Linked DNA regions of Mus musculus: region 1 is linked to region 2. Evidence: chromatin contacts called from public promoter capture Hi-C data. All regions are on one chromosome and are shown on one strand. Each heading gives the region's core, a stretch centred on a gene start, on an enhancer-like site or on the middle of the called end of the contact. The rest is flanking DNA. Distances are from core to core; before and after follow the strand shown. Region 1 overlaps Tgfbi (transforming growth factor, beta induced). Region 2 overlaps Slc25a48 (solute carrier family 25, member 48).

The links. Capture Hi-C pulls out chosen DNA fragments and counts their contacts.
Region 1: a promoter capture Hi-C map of liver shows a contact between it and region 2. The contact joins two enhancer-like sites. A contact is called at or near these places in 2 of 484 Hi-C or Micro-C datasets (both in liver), 1 of 115 datasets of contacts at active chromatin or transcription factors (astrocytes) and 2 of 9 other capture datasets (embryonic stem cells and liver).

What each region holds. Positions count from the first base shown.
Region 1 is chr13:56,625,007-56,630,384 of GRCm38.p6, reverse strand. Tgfbi (transforming growth factor, beta induced) reads right to left here. Exons shown (of 17, transcript NM_009369.5): 4 at 5,025-5,185; 5 at 4,571-4,735; 6 at 4,205-4,351; 7 at 2,330-2,471; 8 at 555-767. Among named protein-coding and RNA genes, the nearest start is that of Tgfbi, 18 kb to the right of the region's middle. Within about 2 kb of position 3,729, at least 30 of the 459 cell types and tissues checked have an H3K27ac peak or open chromatin away from gene starts, as enhancers often do. A contact at or near this core is called in liver, where this site is marked.
Region 2 is chr13:56,448,075-56,453,521 of GRCm38.p6, reverse strand. It overlaps Slc25a48 (solute carrier family 25, member 48), which reads right to left. Exons shown (of 8, transcript NM_177809.4): 3 at 4,453-4,524; 4 at 2,243-2,501. Among named protein-coding and RNA genes, the nearest start is that of Slc25a48, 12 kb to the right of the region's middle. Within about 2 kb of position 3,286, at least 38 of the 459 cell types and tissues checked have an H3K27ac peak or open chromatin away from gene starts, as enhancers often do. A contact at or near this core is called in liver, where this site is marked.

The DNA of each region.
Region 1 (5,378 bases), core at 2,480-4,979, 180 kb before region 2:
CAGGGAGGTAGGTGACAGTCACTTGGCAGTTGACAGCACTCTCCCCAGGTCCCAGATTGGCTTGGCCAGGACCTGTTTGACTCTGGAGAGGAGCCAACATGACCTGTGCCACTGTTTCAGAAGATACTCCCACAGGAAGAGATCGCTCTTTCCTGGGAGAGTTCTATGCTCAGGTTGACTAGAAACCAAAGTCCATCCCATCATCTTTCCTGGGTCGGTGGCCTCGGATGGCCTAAGGAAAGCAAATGCTGTGACATTAGTGATGGCCCTTTGTGCCTAACCACAGCATGCAAGACCAGAAAGGGTTCTAAGATGGTGTCTTCTGGTTACCTCAAGACAGTGTCCTGTGCCTAGACTCCATACTGGAAGCATAAGATTTCTTATTTCCTACAGAACTTCAGGTTCACAGAAGGTACAGGGCTGTGTGCTGCCCCAAGGGCAAGAAGTGGCCCAAAAGACTGCTGATTATGCCTGTCTCTGTCACCAGGATTCCAGAAGGGACAGGAAACTGGGAAGGATAGAGCCCCTCACTCCCACCCCGGAGGCCTACTTACCTGAATCTGGGATAAGCAGCTCATCAATGAAATGAATGACACCGTTGGTGGCCAGGATGTCTTTGTTGGAGATGACAGCCTTCCCGTTGATGGTGAGCTTGTCCCCACTGCAGCCCACCTCCAGTGTGGTGCCCCCCAGGGTCTCCATGGACATTCCAGCTACAATGGCCTCAGCACACATGGCTGACTTCAGGATGTGGTTGTTTAGCAGGTCTGTGGCAGAAGAGGATACAGGTCTAGAGCCTGCTGTGGCTGGATGTAGGTGCTAGTTCCCAGCCTGCCCATGGCTGAGAATTTTGCTAGAGTACCACAGGGCCCACATCCCCATCTCTTGCCTACCACCAACTAAAACCACTGTGACACTGTGGTTAGACTGCCCAAGTTTGAATCCCATAACTGCTGACCAGCTGTGGGATCCTGGGCCAGCTACTTAGCCTCCTCAACCTGAAATGAAAACCTCTTCTCAACAGAGAAACTGTTGGTATAGACCCCAACCCTCTTCCTTCAGGACTGTAGCTATAGCAGTAGAGGGCAGTCCCCTGCTGTGAGCAAACTGGTCATTGCCTAGCAGTAGCAGGTATTCAAAAGGCCTCTCATAATGAGTTCTGATATCAATGAATATAAAAATCTTTGTGCTCTGTACAAAAGATCTTTCAATGCATTTATGGTTTGGGTGCTGTATGTTAAAGTCTTGCCCCAACCCCAGGGTGGTGCTATTGGGAAGTAGTGACAACGTTAAAAGGTAGAGTTAGTGTGGGGCCTTTAGGCCATTTAGTGCCCACCCCCTAAAGCCACAGGTTTGAAAGCCGTGGGGCCAGGTGATTATGAAATAACATGTCTATGACTGTGAGCCAAATGAAACCTTTCCTCTTCCTAATCTGGTTACTTCCGGTACATGTGCTGTGATGCTGCCTGCACCTCTTCCAGGAAGCTTCCTAGCCCTTGAGGCTGTAGACCCCAACCCTGCCCACCCCATCAGTGAACCAATCGTATCATCTCAACAGCCTGTTTTGAAGCCTGCTGCCCATCAGGCTTCAACTTCCTGGAAGACACAATGTGGCACCCGGGCTCCCGGCCCGGAACAGGCATTTTTGAAGGACCGCTCTCATCTAGGCACAGATGCCATCTGTGCTTTCTGAAGGGTCTCTTTCTCCCCATGTCTGGGAAGGGTCTCTGTAACCCATCAGGCATCATACCTGGCACACAGCCAAGGTAGCTTTAAACAATGTCACACTTAGTGACATTTAGGAGGAAGAATGTAAGTGGGCTGTACAGGGTCTAAGGGTTCACTAGGCAGCTTAGTACTTAGCGATCCTTCAGAAGTTCTAGAATTAAAGGGGGTGAAGAGAAAGAAGGGTGGGCCCCCTCCTAATCTACTGTCTATGCTGAACTTAGGAGCTGAAAGATGGAACCAGCAATGGAAATCAACTGACCATTGATTGCTCTGGCCAGACATAGGAAGATATAGAAGGTTACCATAATGATCCCGCTTGCTGGATGTGATCGCCAGCCACCCACCCCTGATTCGTCCAAGCTCTTGAAGCTTTCACACATCCACCTGCCTGTTTTGGCCACTAAGGTTTTGTTTCCTTAATTTGACCAGGGTCAGCTAGGGACTCCTAGCACTGTCTCTGCTTGGCTTCTACTAAGACATGGCCATTGGGAGTTAACATAAGCCAGGGTTTTAGGGGACATCCTGAAACGTGTGGCATTAGCGGAGGCCAGGGCTCACTTGAGCTGCTCCAATGAGGCAGCAAGGAGCTGAGGGTCCTCACCTCTCAGTGCCTCTGGGTCACCCAGGATGCGGTTCAAGGTCTCGGCAGGGATCTTCTCAAAGGCCTCGTTGGTTGGGGCCAAGAGTGTGAACTGGCCGTCGCCCTCCAGCACGGTATTGAGTCCTGATGCAGCCACGGCGGCCTGTGTAGGGAAGGGAGAATAAAACCTTCCTAGGCTCACCTGGCAAGACGCACACACCCTGGCTATGCCTCCCCAGGGGACACGAGACACTTAGAGGAATCCCAAGTGAGAGAGAAGCCTGGCTGAAGGTCTATCTTACCACGGCCTCCATGGGCCCTGACCTGTGTTCCAGCTGAGCTGACCATCTTTCAAGTGTGGATAACTTCACTCCTCCCTGACTCTGGGCCTCTCTCCCTGTAGCTCCCCCTGCCTCTCTTCCTCTTTCTTTTCTTCTTAGACTCCTGTTCCTTCAAACCTTGACCAAAATGCCACTCCTCTTGGCACAGATCCCCAGATGAAAGTCACCCTGACTGTCATGTCTCCCAGCTGTAATCCCACGGTTAGCAGAGTCCTTATGAACGATTATACAGTGTGGATATATTACATGCCTCAGGGCTACATGGCATCTAGAACAATATCCTAACAGGCCAAGGTGCTTCTCAACGCTCCCCAATAGAGAGGCTCCTCCTGGTTAATAGGGCCTGCAGGATACTCAGTCCACAGGCTTCCTCCATGCTCCCTTAGAGGAGCAAAGCATCTGCAGTGGGGTGGAGCAACATAAGCTGTTCTCTTCCTTCATTTTTCCCTGGCCATCGCTCCTGGGCTACACTGTCAATCATTCTTCTGCTCACTCCCCCTCCCCCAAGCTCATCTCGCTGTCCTTCCTTGCACAAGTCTCATCCGTCTTCCCAGAAAGAATGGTAGCCACTTTGTTCACTCTGACCCCTGGCACCTAGACTTGGAGAGTGATGCGGTTTAAGAAGCATGTGTTCAAAGGGGGGAAAAATGGGTATCAGGGAGGGTCAAAGCAGAATCAAAAAGAGGACATTTTCTTCCTATCATTTCCAACTGTAAGGGCAAGCCCCTCAATAGGAAGGACTCTGTGCTGAAAATAGGAAAGTCTGTGCTGTCAGCTTTGGGGTAACATTCCCTTGCAGACCCAGAGAAAGGCAGGGAAAAGCACCTCAAAAGCCAGTCTCCCTGGGGGTCTCTGAGCCAGCTAAGAGAGCTCCCCAAACACCACAGCCCCTCTGTGCTCATGCCAGAGTGTTTGTCTCTGTGTTGGCGATCTCCAGGGCGGGGTTGCTCACTGCCACTTGTGTGCTTTGTGGTTAGGAAATCCTCCTTGAATCAGACAAAACCCTGACACGGCAGCCTATGCCTGCTTCCTCCTGCGTGGCCGGTGCCAACAGGAACCACTTGCCTTTCCAGTTGCTGGACATACGCCTTTGGTCTGAGGACAGTTGGCATCCAGCTCCAGAGTCAGAGTCTACACTCCTGAGTCTACACAGAGAGCTTCCCTGCTATGTCTATGTTCCAAAGAAAGATGGGTGTGAGGCCCCAGGCTGGGACCTGTGGTCTTAGAAGCACCGTACTGGCTGACAAGCCATTGTTATAGTGTTCTGTGTTCCTGGGAAGAACACTGTCACACTGTTGGACCTCACAGTTCAGCCCCAAGGCTCAGAGGACTCTGTCTCTACTGTGACATGGTGGCACTGTGCAGAAGAGCCAAGCAAAGGAAAACTTTATATCGGGCATTTCTCACGCTCTGTCCAGCCTGGTGCTCTTTAGAGTCTTCTCCACATAACCACACTGGGGACATCCTCATGTCCCCTGCAGAAGACACCCTGGCAGGTGCCTTCCAAGAGGCCATGTGTCCCCAGCCTGGGCTTCTATTCCAAACAGTCCCTTACCCGAAGTGTCTCAAAGGTGTCCTCGATTTCAATGATCTGCTGGATGTTGTTGGTGATGGTGGAAATGACCTTGTCAATGAGATGCACCACGCCGTTGGTCGCATGGTGGTCAGCCTTCAGCAGCCGGGCACAGTTAACAGTTACAATCTGCCAGAGGAGAAGCAAGGTTGGGTGAGTAAGACAAGGGGTTTCCAGGAGAGGGAACAGCGGGTACACAGCTAAGGGCAGGATGTCTGTGGTGAACACCCAGGAGGCAAGGGCCAGCCTAAGGTTTATCAAATCACAGGACAGAATTCTAGAAAGCAACAGCCCCAATGATCTCACTGTGGACAGAGGACAGTACTGGGTAACTGGGGATGCCCTTACCCCATTGGGATAGTGATGGATCTGGATGTTGGAATTCTGGTACATGGAGGTGAGGGTCATGCCGTGCTTGAGCTCATCGGTCAGGACCCGCCTGTCCACCATGTGGTAGCGGAGAGCATTGAGCAGTTCGATGTTGACGTTGCTCACCAGGGAGTCCAGCACTTCCTAGAAAGAAAGGACATGACAGTTAAGAGGCAGCAGCCCTGTGTTCAAGGGAGGGGCACCTGCCCCAAGTGGACCTAGATGCCTCTTCTAAGAGGGAGTCCTCCTTTAGTGGGCATCTGTGGGAGGTTGGGGGACACTGCTTCCAGTGCACTGGGGAGGACTGCTTTCACTTTCCTTGGGGCTGGGAGCATATTAAAGGAAAGAATGTCACTACAGAATCCCACTGTGTGCCCAGACCTCTGGGGAAGGGCAGTTCCCAGCACTCCCCTGGGCAGAAGGCTCCTCTCACCGCAGGCAAGGAAGACCAGGCCTCATTGCTAGGAGCAAAGATGGTGAAGCTTCCGGGTCCCTCCATCTCAGGCCTCAGCTTTTCTGTGCGGTCTGTATACAGCTGTGTGGTGGTCGATCCCACAACTCCCATGGTCTCATACAGATTTGAGAGCGGAAGAGCTGCGGAGGCAGAGGCCAGAGGGACAGGAGTGAATCCATTCCAGATACATGCCTGCCCTCCATCCTTTGTCAGGGATGACAGTGGGCACAAGTGCAGAGGAAGGGGCGTGGGAGGGGTGGAAACCCAGACATCTGTTGATGGATGTGCTTACAACTCACAAGCTTCTTGGAACCGCAGGAGTCAGATGCCCGT
Region 2 (5,447 bases), core at 2,037-4,536:
AACTATGATATAGCATGCTGAGTGCACGGCTTTATGCACAGCCACTCTAGGCCTCCTTCCTCCACTTCTAGGCTGCCAGGGCCCCAGCCCTCACTTCCTTTTGGCATCTCAGAGCCTCCTGGAGAAGCACAGCCAGACTATCAAGGGCTGGAATGTGTCTGGGTTTTTTGGGTCTCACCTGTGTCCCCAGAGTTCCTGACTTTCCACATAGTTCTCTTATTTAGAAAGTGAACAGAGCTATCATTAATGATTTTATCACTTAGGGGAGCTTAGAAAATCTGCTGTACTTCCCAACTGGAGAAGAGTAGAGTATATATGGTATGCGTGTGTGTGTGTGCATGTGTGTACATGTGTGGTGTACATGTGTTATGTGTATGTGTGTGCATGTGTGTGTTAGCATGTGTGTGCACATGTGGTGTGCCTATGTGTATACATGTGTGTTGGCATGTGGGTGTGCACATGTTCTGTGCTTGTGTGGTGTGTGTGTGTGTGTGTGTATATATATGTATATATACACACACACACATATATATATACATATACATATATATATGGTGTGCATGTATATACATGTGCGGTGTTCTTGCATGTGTGCAGGTGTGTGTGTGTGTGCAATGTGTGCATGCATGTTTGTATGTTGAACTTGTGTTGTGTGCATGTGTGTGCACCTGTGTGTACATGTGGTGTATATGTGTACATGTGTGTTGGCATGTGTGCATGTGTGATGTGCTTGTGTGGTGTACATATATTATGCATGTATGTGTGTGCATGTGTGGTATCCATGTGTGTGTGCTTGTGTGTGTGCTTGTGTGGTGTGCATATATATGTATGTGGTATGCATGTGTGTATGTGGCATGCTTGTTGGCCACACATGTGTACAGCCACAAAGCAAGGGGATCCCAAGTGGCGCCCACACTGCCTGGAAATGCTGCTGTTGGCAAAGCCATCCTTCAGGAGGGCATGGCCAAAAGCCGAGACTGCACGTTTCAGTCAGCCCCGGCCCTGCTCCGTTCAGTCCACACGTCAGGCCACACAATTGTCTCTTTGAGCTTATGTAACTGAAGTACCTGACAATTTTTAACTGTGATGTCTTACAGGAAGGTCCATTTTTCTGTCTGGTCTTAAAAAACCAGAGGATCCAAACACATCAGACCACAAGATAGCAGCCATGGGGAAACAATGCCCTTAGTTGTCCTGTTGAAGGACACTGCCAAGGTCACCACAACCCCACTACCCCCTCAACCTCCCCACCCCACCCTCGGCAGCTTTCAGATATAGCTGCCACCCACCTTTTGCCTGGGCTGCCTTTTTTTTTCTACCCGCAGAGGGAGGCATACAATGAAGTATGCCCTGGGTTCATGTCTCAGTCAAAAGAGGGAAACTGAGACCGGGAAGAAAGATTGTCTCATCAATATGGGAGGGGGCATGCTTCCTTCGACCCTCTGTTTCCTGTAGTTACTGCCTCCAATGCAATTGTCTGAAATCTCTCCCTGCATCCTTGCTTTCACCCCTGGGATAGGACCAGTTGGGCCTGCCTCATAGCTCCCTGGTGACTCTGTTGTCATTCTATATCCCTTCCACCCTGATGCTGACCCCATCTATTGGAGACAGACACACATCCTCAGAGCAGCCGGGCCTCAGGCCCGCCCTGTGTACGGTGGGGAGCATCAGTCTCATGCTCAGAAGGCTTAGGGTCTGCACCAGACACTGCCAGGACAGGGGGCTTATGGACCTGGGCCAGGATGCTCCTGAGTGAGCTTGTGGGCCTCCTGTCATGTTCCACAGCTGAACCCCAGCCTTAGAGTGCAGAGGGTTCACACAGTGACCATTCTGAAGGCTGCCAGCAAGGGCGGGGTGGTTGGGGGGACTCATCATACATAATACATACACTATGACAGGAAAGACCAGAGATCCAGCCCCTCCATTCTATAGACATGGAGACTTGAGACTGAACCAAGAACAAAACCCACAGAATCGAAATATGTCTCCTCCAGCACTCAAGTCAGCCAAAGGTGACACACAGCGGGTTCCCCTCTCCTCTCTTTCCTCCTCTGTCAAAGCCACCTTCAAAAGCAGCATGGGAAACTCCCAAGAGGAGAAAATGAGATGCTCCCTGTGGTGAGCAGGGAAGAGGGTGGTCTTGCTCACAGAGAAGGTTATGAACAATGGGACCACAGATCCAGACAAATGGGAAAGGGTCACGGGTCCTCAGACACCAGATTTCTCTCCATCGGCCTCTTACCTTCCCGAAATGGCTGTGTTTGCATCTGCAGTCGGATCTTGATGAGTTCCACGGGCCCGCCCAGCCCAACAGAGACCACACCAGTCAGCATGCTAGCCAGGAGCAGATCAGACAGACTTCGGCCAGGGCCAGCCTCGAGTTCCCCACAGCGGTACTTGCTGAGGAACCGTTGGGTGTTGCTGAAGACCCCGAACACCACCGAGTTATAGATGGCGATGCTGGCCAGGGGGAAGGACATGCCCTTGAAGAAGCCAAACACCTGTGGCAAGGAGACCCAATGGGAGGAAGTGTGAGGCCAAACGGCTCTTCAGGGTCTCTCTCTGCATACCAAGTATGGGACCTCCCTGCTCCCCAGGCTCAGAGTTAATAATCCACCATGCCACAGAAGAGCCCCCAGCAAGGGTCTAGATGACATGGCATGATAGGAGAAGGCCACATGCAACTCAGGCAGTCATTCTAGCCCCAAAGATGAGCCTCCTGCACAATGGAGTCTTGGCCTCAGATATATGCATGTCCCAAATGGCAGTGTCAGAACTGTGGCTGCAGAATGTCTGAGGAGCCCTCAAGAGTCATGGGGATGTTAAGTCCCAACACATCTCCTCACTAGCTGCTCACGCAAAGCTAGCACTGTCTGTCTGTCTGTCTGTCTGTCTGTCTGTCTCTCTCATTACTTTCTATGAGTCAAATCAATAACAAAACAGTGTTCACCTTCACTGAGTTCATGGTCTTGGGGGTAAGGCAGATGAGGACAGGATGGAGGGTTTAGACAAACTGACAGGCAACACTGTGCAACTCACTAAGTCTGTGGTGACAGGCTGACAAAGGGACTTACCAAGAGTACCGGGGACAGCATCTCAGAATGAGACCCTTTCCACACACAGATGCATGCACACACACACACCAGACATACAACATACACACCACACCACACACACACCACACACACACCACACACAAGAAAAGGGGGAGAGCGAGGGATGGACAAAGCAAGAAGCAATGCTTCCAGCAGGGGTCAGAGTCTCCTCTATAACTGTGTTCTCAATGAGCCCACACACAGGTGCTCTAAGGGAAACTGGAAAATTCCACAGCCATCAGGACAGCTGAAACGGTACACATGTGCCAACGCCAACGATGAGGAAGTTCTAAAAAGCCACGTCACAACACGAAAATGTAGAAAGCTATGCCACAAACAGGTTATCGTGACTGGAGAGGACACCTCACAGACGTGTGTACACATATGCACATAGGCATCCGCCTCGCCTCATTTCAGGCTCTTCCTCCATAACTTGAGACACTGAGCTACATTGTCTCAGAAATAACACCTGAGGTCCCCACCAGAGGCTGGGCACTGGGACACTGGCTGGCAAGTACTGCCGGGAATGTGAGCCAAGCAAAAGAATCAATGACCATCTTTCAGTGGGCTGGGGAGTCACGCCCATTTAGCTTAGAACACCAAGTACAAGGTTGGCACTACTCACCCTAATTTTCAGAGTGGTTAATCAAGAGTTAACGCCACACTGGCATTCACCATGAATTTGTCTGTTGGCAAGCTTGGTACCTAGCCTCGGGCATTTGTTACAATGTGGCCTGTGACAGCAACAGTCTCACTGGGCACATTGCCAGGAACCCGGGAAGCTCAGAGCTGCCATGAACATACATTTGACTGTTTCTTTAAATGGGGCCATTTTTATCCTAAATGTAACTTTTAAAAATCCTAGATTCCCTCAAAGGGTAGTCTCAGAAAGCAACCTGCTAAGCCTTAAGAAGGAAGTGGGTGTTAAAAATATTATTCCATTTCCTATTTGAAAATCAGCACCTCAGTCACGTGTTGGGGGTGGACGTGGGGGTGGGGATTCCCGCTGCATCCAGATAGAGAGATGCTACTAAGGCTCAGCTTCCCTGCAATCATTGTGTATACTTTATTTGTGCAGGAACTTTCCATTCTGTGGTTCCAAATTCCTCAGAGCTTCTCCAGAGAGCTCATACAAAACTCTTTGGGAAGTTTCTTCTCAGCAATGTACTAAGTGACCAGAGGTTAGCTGAGGTAAGGTTGCATTTGCCCGTGTGGTACAAGATGAGAAGAAATAGGTGAGCCGCAGCAAGAACAAGCTGCCTCCCATCTGTTGCCGTGATGTAGGAGTGTGGCCTGGTCCATGTGGTCCAAGGAAGGCTCTGACCAGTAGCACCCTCCGCCCACCCCAGGCACTTACACGCTCCCTCTTGTACACCATGCGGATGCAGTTGAATGTGTTCGCATAGCCGACACCAGCTTGCAGGCGAGTCTGCAGAGAGAGAGGCAAGGGCAGGGAGCCACTCAGAGATAGGTCACAAGCCCCCAAAGACATCCTACCCCAAGAGACCCACCCAAGGAAGAGGACCAGACTCAGTCCTGGTCAGCCGGGTGCCACATAATCTTTAGGGACACTTACTCCACTATCCATCTAGCCCAGTCCCATGCAGAAGGCTGCTTTGGATCAGGGGATAACCCAGATCGGTTAGATGTATAAAGATGATGGTTGCTGGACTCAGGAGGCCAGCCTCCTAGGTACAAAATGCCAGACCTCGGCTCTGTCCCTTTTGCTGCTATCTCTCACTCCACTCTTCTAGAAGCCTCTAGGGACACCTGCTCATTCCCCACCCCCACCCCCTGCAGGCATCTTTCTAAGCTTTGCCCCTTTCTCACCAGAACACAGCCTTGGCCCTAGTGTCTCCCTCTCACCTCCAGCTGCTCTATGCCACAGCCAGGCTGATTTCTCTCAAAATAATTGAAATTGTGTCACTCTGTTTAAAACTCTCCAGGGCCTCCTGTGCCGAGGACTCTCGGGATTGGCCTGCCTGTTACCTTCCTGGTCACTTCCTCCAGTGGCATCCTGCCTCCATGACAACCTCATCTATACTTCCTGCCTCCAACCTCTGTTCTGGCTGGTCCCCTAGAATTTCCTCCGGTCCCTGCTCTCCTTTTGGATCCGAGCGTACACATAGTAAGGAGGGTTTATATTAGGTTACCCCATGGGGCAGAGCCCCCCACTGCCTTCTCCTCTTGCCCTTGCCTGGAGTTGGGCACAGCCCTGGCACAATTCTTTGCAGCTCTGCAGTGACCAAAGAGGCTACCCAGGAAAGGCAAGATGGCACCCTCTGAGGAAGCCTGGGTGGTCAGGGTCAGGAGACGACAGGCACTGAACATCGAGGAAGCTCCTAAGATTGT